Linked DNA regions of Mus musculus: regions 1 and 3 are each linked to region 2. A link is a contact called in public Hi-C data. All regions are on one chromosome and are shown on one strand. Each heading gives the region's core, a stretch centred on a gene start, on an enhancer-like site or on the middle of the called end of the contact. The rest is flanking DNA. Distances are from core to core; before and after follow the strand shown.

Region 1 (2,978 bases), core at 243-2,742, 300 kb before region 2:
GTCTGGACATCTGGAAAACAATGTTAAATATTGACATTTGGTCTGCAGGGGACTGTACACTTGTCTTGGGTGGCCTCAATTACTGAGTGACTAGGTTCATTAGAGTAACACAAACACATACATACACACACACACACACACCACATATGTATACACACATACACCATACACATATGCACACACACTACACACATATATACATATGTACATATACACACACACACACATATATACACATACACCATACACACATACACATACCACACACACACACACACACACACACACACACACACATACACACACAGAAACACACACCCACCTCACACTGTCTATGGAGAAATTACTTTATCTACCTGCTCTGCTATTTGTGCTGTGTTGGTGAAAGATTAAAAAAATGTGCAGGGACTGGAGAGATGGCTCAGTGGTTAAGAGCACTGACTGCTCTTCCAGAGGTCCTGAGTTCAATTCCCAGCAACCACATGGTGGCTCACAACCATCTGTAACGGGATCTGATGCCCTTCTTCTGGTGTGTCTGAAGACAGCGACAGTGTACTCACATACATAAAATAAATAAATCTTTTTTTTTAAAATGTACACTCTAAATTTGTGTGTGAATCTGAGGAGCAAGAAGGCTTTGCTGTGAAGAGCTCAGTGTCAGCTGAAGAAGCACAGAGGACAAAGGCATTCCATGGTCACACTAGGGTCATTAGACTCCTGGGACTGGTGTTTGCTCGTGTACTGTGAGTGTGTGCCCCGGAGCAGTGGGAGCGTTTGGTCACATGTGGGAAGTATTCATATGTGGTGAGTGTGTGCTCACATGCAGTACAAATTTTCAAGTTCTTATGCGGTGGGAGTGTGTGCATTCACGTGTAATACACATGTGGCATGAGCCGCATGTTCATACTTGATGTATGTGTGTGTTTGACCAGTTCACATGTGGTGAGAGTTCATTCATAGCGAGAGTGTGTATACAGGTGGTAGGAGTGTGCGCTCACACACATGGCATGAGTGCCGAGTTCCTATGTGGAGTGAGTGGTGTGTTCACACCCAGTGGGAGGGTGTTCACACATGGTGTTGAGTTTCATGTTCTTTCTTTGCCTTTTCCTTTGTGGGCCTCGGCTTATCTGCACAGTGGCATCCTTGCGGCTGCCAGTCGGTGTGGCTCTGCATATGGGTTGTGGGTGGGAGTAGTCGGTCCCCAAACCCTGGTTCTCTGTCTCCTTTCATGTTTTCTCCTCCCTATATCTGTGGGTCTAGTGAAGAGAGATTGAAAGCCAGCTATGGCACCCACCTATAATCCCAGCACGGAAGAAACTGAGGCAGTGGGATCATGAGTTGGGAATATTGTTTCATAAACAAAACAAAAAAACCAAAAGCAAACCAAACGTCTGCCAGCCCCAGAGGCTTTGAGCAGCTGTGTGGAGTAGGTCCCTCCTACCCAAGCTAGGAGAGGGAGAAGCTGTTGCCACACTGAGTCACTGAGGCCTGTGTTGTTTCCACAGGAAGTGAGTTCCTCCGGCTCTTATGTTTATGGACACCTTGGGGACAGGCACACTGCTTAGTTTCTCTTGTCTTTGCAGAGTCTGGCTGGTGACAGACACATCTCCAGCTACGGGTTTTATGGGAGTATATGCATGAGATATAAATACACGGTCACGGGCCAACAGGAAGTTGTGAAGTTTTTCTTATAACAGAAGAAAGAGCTGAGATTAAACTCCGACATCAGCTCAGCACTTGTAGGTAAATACACGAATAAAATTGAGACATGGAGAAGCTCAAAACTGCACATGTACTTAATTTTTAGCCTTAGCCGCGGGTCAGTCTGCTGAATCCCCATTCAGATTGCCTTAAGGAGAGTTAGCAGCTACAAATGTTCAGATGTGATCAACAGATTAGCAGGCTCTTGAGAAGTTATCCCCAAACCCTTTATAGATGGAATTCAAAAGTGTGCTGGGCATCTATTTTCAGCCCCAAGAGATAGCTTGGATGCCTTTCTATCCGGTGTACTGAGTTTGATTTAAAGGTTTGACTGAGAAAACACCATGCCACAGATGCTTAAGTCTGCACATAATGGGATGGGCACCCAGCCATCGCCGGCCACATTTCAACTCTGGATGTTCAAGAGATGACGTGGTAGAGCGGCTTTCAGGAGTTAAAGCTTTCTTCTGAGCCTCTGACATGTCAGACTGCGGATTCCAAGTTTATGGCTGTGTTTGCTAATGTCTTCTGCGAAAGACGAATTCCTTTCCCAGACATGAGAATGCTTGGCTGAGGAGCACGGCCTGGTGGGGGAGACTTGTTTTGCTCGGACCTTGGATGGTGGAGGCTGTGGTTGTGTCTGTGGTGAAGAGGTTGTATTGCCTCGGGTTTCCTCCTCTCCTTCCCTTCCTAGACCTGGAGTCATAAAACCAAGGTAAACAGGAGCAGAAGACTCTTCAGCTTAGGCAGGGATACCTTCAATGCTATGACTGTCTTCAAGTTGTGAGATGGGGTTCTGTTTCCTCTCTGACTTGCACAAGCTCAAGACACAGAAAAGATTAGCCTCTGGTTGGTACACAACTCTCTGTGGCTCACATGAGTGATAGTTTCTTTTATTAAAATCCTGCCCACTGGGCAGGCTGAGGCGTCTGACTGTAGGGTACAGATGTCTGGACTGTAGCTCTTATAGAACAGAAGAAAGAGATGTGAGTGGTGTTATTCGGGAAGAGGATGCAGAGAAAAAGAGCCCACTTCCTTTAGACTCAGCAAAGCACCGCTATTCTTAGTCCATTTGTAACAGAATATCCAGGGTAGTTTATAAAGAATAGAGAATTAGGTCTTACTGTTCTAGGTTCGGGGGAGCTCAAAATACTTATCTGGCCAGGAGGATCTTCATGCTGTGCCATCCCACGGCAGAAGGTGGAAAGATCCACATCTAGTGCTGAATTCCCAATATGTTGTTTTGGGCATCGAACCACAGAGAACATCACTCCCAT
Region 2 (2,717 bases), core at 209-2,708:
TCCATTTCTCCCTGTAGGTGGAATGAGAAGCCTGGATTACCCAGCAGCTAATCCCCAATCTCTCCACCAGCTTCAGCAGCCAAGTCCATATGACGACAGCACCCCTTGGACTCTGTTCTGTGTAGGAAGGCTTAGCTATTGACATAAGGCCAGCTGTACACTGCCTGGACAATGGGGACAATCCTGCCAGCTCTGCTCCTGCCTGTCACAGTTGTCATGTCCTGTTGAGGTGACACAGCCCTCCAAGACTTTTCTTGTCTCTGTTTCTCTTTTAAGCACTCAAATATCAGCTTTACTCTGACCATAGACCTCAGGGAAGGCCAGCAAACAGAACCTGGATCCTTCCAGATTGCCGGGTTGCTCAGTCATGATTACCATAGCTTTCATGTGGTTTGAATGATTACACCAAGATTCATGTGGTGGGAACCTGGTGCCAAGTGCGGTGGAATTGAGACTGTGGGACCTTTAAGAGGGGCAGCCATGACTAATGATGTCACAACTACTAACCCTGTTGAGTAACATTCATGATGGCTCTTCCCTCTGAAAGAATTGTATGTCCCTCAAGACTCATTAGTTGTCATGGGGACAAATTACTGTGAAGAGGAAGCTGACTTTTGCATCCCTCTGGCTTTCTGTCTGGTCATGTGATCATTCCCTCTTGTCCCATCTTCCTTATCATGTTGAGGTGGAGCCAGAAATCTCTCACCAGAGCCAAGCAGACACCAGGGCCACATACTTGAGCACCAGAACCAAAAGCCAAGTAAGTGCCCTTTTTTTCCTTATATAGTTGCAAGCCTCAAATTTTTGGTATAGCAACGAGAAACAGACTAATCTATTTTCAGCTGAATCATTTATAACATGAGCCCTCCAGCCCTACGTGTTCTGAGTTCTAGCCTCCCAGAAGCCTCCAAATCCCAGGAACAAAAGACACCACTGACCCAGATCAGCCATTGATAACATCTGTCCACCGTGCACGTGCAAACAGGCATTTGCAAAGAAACTTATTCAGCAGCTACTCATCCAGACCCTGGGCCTGGATCTTCCCGAAATGGCATAGTCAAGGTTTGTAAAGCAAGTCATTTGAAAGGTGATTCGCTTGGAAAATGCATTTTTAAATGGGATGGTGCTGTTCAGGCTCCAGTCTCGGTGACCTCAGGGATGCACGCACGCAGTCTGAACAGTGCACAATTGTAACTGTTCCATCAGGCAGGGGGTACTCTAGGAAGAAATGCCTGTACTATCAGACTATTGAAACAGGTTGAAGCTTGCTCCAACCGCTGGACTTTTCCTGGGAATCCCATGCTGAGGCAAAAAAAAAAAAAAAAAAAAAAAAAAAAAAAAAAGGTTGAAGCTTGGTGTTGATTAGAGGAGGAACTTGCCTTGCCTCCCAGGAAGAGACGTCCCACAGTTCTGATCTCTCGCCAGAACACTTTGAGGAAGGACTGAACTAACTGGAGCTGTGTCAGGGATGGGCTGATCCTGGGCAGGACCACACCCTGACCTGACTGCTTAGCTATGCATGCCTCTTGCATTCTATTTAAGCCTAAGCTTCCTGTCGAGACTCTGGCGATAGACTGGGGGTAACTTCTTCCTTCTTCCTGACAGGATCATATGAACCCCCCGCCCCGCTTCTCTGCCTTTCACTATTACTACTCTCTTTGACTGGTACGACAGGTCGGGTGGTTGAGCCTGCCTTGTAGCTGCCAGGGTGTAGGCTCTGACCCACACAGCTCTAGTGACATGGTACAGATAAGTGACTGCTATTCCACTTTGGAATGTCAAGTGTGACCCCTGAAGGTCTTGCCCTTGTAAAAGGAAGGGATTGGCTGATGTCGCCAGGTCAGATGCTCTGAGAGGAGGGTGCCTAGCTCTTGGCCCTGCATAGATTTGGTTTTGGTTTTATTGATCCATAACAGGACAGATACTGTCACTCATCTGTCTTGGTCTCCGAGGTCAGCAGTTGAGGGTTGGAGTTAGGTGTAGTCTGTTTAAAACACTATTGTTAATTCATCCTGTCAGACAGCATTATAACCAGGACTGATAGCAAAACATGTCCTCCTTCCCTGTTCCACCGGGTCAGCCTGGCACGGGAGCTGTGTGCTTACTTGCTGGTGACCCTCCTCTGAGAAGGAAAGTGACTTGGCCAAGGTCACACAGCCTAGAGGCTCATGAGTCAGACGTTTTAGACCTGACTCTCCACTCACTCCATTGTGTCTTAGATGTCAGCCAGGGCCACACGACACGTGAAGTACCTCCATTAACTCGTTTTTCTAGATTATTGTTCTCCACGCCCTTGTAGCTGCTGATTCTGCACGAAGGCTCCGGGCTCACAGGAAGTAGAGACAGCCAGACTGTAAGAGAGTACTATGGACTGTCCATTAATCATGTGGCACAGAACCTTCCCTGACTTTAAAAGGTATAAGAAGTTACTCTCTCCCCACCACTTAGACTTGCTTTGTCCTCTGAGTCCCTGCCCAGGATGCTGTCTGTCTGACCATCCATGGCATTAATAATCTTTTAATACATCTCTTATTCAAATAGCAATCTACTTCAGTATTCCCCTTAGACTCTAAACCCCCAAACCTTTTGAAATCCCTTTAAAATAAACAATAGAAAACTGGGCAAAGGGGGTGACTGCCCATCCCGGCACTCAGGAAGTGGGGGGGGGGGCGCGGTAGGATCAGGAGTTCAAGGTTATCGTCAACATCTTGAGATCA
Region 3 (2,700 bases), core at 2-2,501, 280 kb before region 2:
TCCCACACATTGTTCTCTGTCACATCCATGCTATAGCATGTACAGACAGACAGACAGACAGACGGACACACTAAAATAAAAAGACCCCATGGATGATGCCTGAGAACTGACATTGACCTCTGACCTCTATGTGCCCATATGCATGTGCGCATAAGCATCCACACACACATACACCTATGTACATGGACACACACACACACACACACACACACACGCGCACACACACACAGACAAAGGAAGAAAGAGGAGAAGACCCTACAGAGCTGGCTGGCGCTTCCCTGGGAAAAGGGACCTGGTGTGTTTGAAGCCTTACCCTGAAGATGATTAACTAGACATCTGCCCAGAAAGGTCAAGGAAAGGAGGTCAGGGAAGTCCTGACTCTCACCCCTGTCACAAATGTGTCTCTCACCTGTATGTCACAAAGTTGATGTTTCTTTTCTCCACTCAAGGAGGGCTGAGGTGGTTTGGTTAAGTACCTTAAAAGATCCCATGTTGGAACCATGATCCCATATTTATATATTCACAGTGCTTGGGGATGCGACTTTGGGAAGTGACAAGGGTCAGATGGGGTCACAGGATCAACTAGGACTTTATCAGCAGGGGAGAGGGACTTGAACTTGGCCCGAGTTCTGCATCATGAGCAATACCTGATGCATTTGGAAGACTTCACCAGATGCCAGAACTATGCTCCTGACACCTCACATCCAGAACTTCAGGCAAGCAGACCTCTAGTCTTCACAGACATCCAGCTTTGGGTATTTTGTGTTGGCATTGGAAACAGATTTAAGATGGATATTGGCTGTAGCGCATGGGTGAGCTTTGCAAATCACAGTCGGAACGGATGTGAGGAGTGAGTGAGCACTCTCTGGCTTTCCTCTGACTCTAGGTCACTTGCAAGCTTTCCTGTGGGCTCGCTCACCTGACTTGTCCCATGCTTTCACTTGTGACATGGAACTGACACTGGCTCCCACTTGTCACATGCTCATAGTGAGCTTCAAGCTTTCCAGTCTCTCTGCCCTGCCTTCCACAGCCTGACTGTGAACTGGCTAATGTCCCTCTTCCACTTTCCCTGTAGGGACAGACAGTCAGCCTTGCAGGAGCAAACAAACTCTTCGAGTTCTGTCGTTGCTGTCAGGAGACAAAACTACAACAAAAACTCTTAGTATTTAGTGATTTCTTAGTAATATGTAGATCTTAGCAGGCGTTTTCTTAGAATCGGGCAAACCAAGTTCGACTGAGTGTCAGTGTTCCAATTGGCTAAGATGAGGAAGTTGCTTTTCTAGACAGAAAAGGGTAGAGAGAGAAAAGGCATGGAGCAATAATGAATTGGTGGGGAAAGTTACTTTCCTGTGGTGTGAAAGCAGGTGGAAGTTTCTTCTTCTCCTTCCCCTGCCAAACCACCCTCCCGACCCCCACCTCACTACACTGAGTCATTTTTTATTTTGTTTTAAACTGACTCCTTCCATACTTGCTTGAGATTGTGATACTTGGCTGGAGGAGTCCGTTCTTGTCTGTGCTGATGTGCTGGAGCCTTGTGCTGGTCTGCCACAGTAGGTGCTTGTATTTCAAGCTAAGTGATGTAGAAGGGAGATACCAAGCCAGGCCTATGTGTGTGACAGGCAGAGTCCCACCTACCTCTGCATGCTGTCTGCTCAAGTCCCAGTTCTGGAATCAGGTAGAAATGATGAGTCATGGGTGGATGCTGAGGTCAGAGGCTTGGGGAATAGGGGTGGGGGGGGGGAGGGTTTCCTGGTCCAGCCCTGGGGATAAGTCAGGTGAGCAAGCCCACAGGAAAGCCTGCGAGTGACCTAGAATCCAGACAAAGCCAGAGAGTGCTCACTCACTCTTCACATCCGCTTGGACTGTGATTCACAAAGCTCACTCATGCGCTATAGCTAATGTCTATCTTAAGTCTGTTTCCCAATGCCATCACAAAATACCCAAAGCTGGATGTCTGTGAAGACTAGAGGTCTGCTTGCCTGAAGCTCTGGAGGTGAGGTGTCAGGAACGTGGTTCTGGCATCTGGTGAAGCCGTCCAGCTGCTCATGAAGCAGAACATGGGCCAAGTTCAAGTCCCTCTCCCCTTCTGATCATGTGTGCGATCTCTAAGGATCTATTCTCATCAACATGGCCACCTAACAATGTCTGAAGAGCCTCCAACAAGTGTGAGGACTTCCCAGTGTATTGAGTTTTGACAAGGAGACCCCAGCATCTAACATCCATGTCTACATACTATCTGTCCATTTATCCATCCAGTCTGTCCATTCATCCACATCCACACATCTACCCATCCACCCTCCCACCCAACCATCTATCCACTCATCCTTCCCATCTATTCACCCCTCCATCCAACTACCCATCTACACACCACCAGTCCTAACTTTAATCCCAACCCTAATCCTATTTGGACATGCCTGGGGTTGATGCTGCAGCCTAAGGGAAGATTGCCTGTTCAGGGGTGGGCAAAGGGGATTCAGAGGGTCTATAGGTGGCCCATCTCAGTGGCTTAGTCTTGTCTAATGTCAAGTCTCAGGAGCTATGATGGAATGTAAGTGGCTACTGAGTTTCCGGGGAAGTTGCTGAAGCCCTGGTTCAACCTACTGGGGGGCTGGATTCTCCCCTTAGTGGTGGCCCTCAGAGAGGTAGTGGTTCATAAAAACCCAATAGGGGGCTGGTGAGATGGCTCAGCAGGTAAGAGCA

The links. A called contact is a pair of places that touch in the nucleus more often than the background predicts.
Region 1: a contact with region 2 is called in a Hi-C map of bone marrow-derived macrophages, with 28 read pairs. The contact joins two enhancer-like sites. A contact is called at or near these places in 4 of 484 Hi-C or Micro-C datasets (the HL-1 cell line, bone marrow-derived macrophages, nephron progenitors and 1 more) and 3 of 115 datasets of contacts at active chromatin or transcription factors (double positive thymocytes and embryonic stem cells).
Region 3: a Hi-C map of bone marrow-derived macrophages shows a contact between it and region 2, with 23 read pairs. The contact joins two enhancer-like sites. A contact is called at or near these places in 7 of 484 Hi-C or Micro-C datasets (the HL-1 cell line, bone marrow-derived macrophages, embryonic stem cells and 2 more), 7 of 115 datasets of contacts at active chromatin or transcription factors (differentiating embryonic stem cells, embryonic basal ganglia, embryonic forebrain and 2 more) and 1 of 9 other capture datasets (embryonic trunk).

The regions. Positions count from the first base shown.
Region 1 is chr13:51,884,784-51,887,761 of GRCm38.p6, forward strand. No RefSeq gene overlaps it. Among named protein-coding and RNA genes, the nearest start is that of Gadd45g, 40 kb to the left of the region's middle. Within about 2 kb of position 1,493, at least 95 of the 459 cell types and tissues checked have an H3K27ac peak or open chromatin away from gene starts, as enhancers often do. A contact at or near this core is called in bone marrow-derived macrophages, where this site is marked.
Region 2 is chr13:52,188,258-52,190,974 of GRCm38.p6, forward strand. No RefSeq gene overlaps it. Among named protein-coding and RNA genes, the nearest start is that of Gm33041, 33 kb to the right of the region's middle. Within about 2 kb of position 1,459, at least 64 of the 459 cell types and tissues checked have an H3K27ac peak or open chromatin away from gene starts, as enhancers often do. A contact at or near this core is called in bone marrow-derived macrophages, where this site is marked.
Region 3 is chr13:51,907,405-51,910,104 of GRCm38.p6, forward strand. No RefSeq gene overlaps it. Among named protein-coding and RNA genes, the nearest start is that of Gadd45g, 62 kb to the left of the region's middle. Within about 2 kb of position 1,252, at least 19 of the 459 cell types and tissues checked have an H3K27ac peak or open chromatin away from gene starts, as enhancers often do. A contact at or near this core is called in bone marrow-derived macrophages, where this site is marked.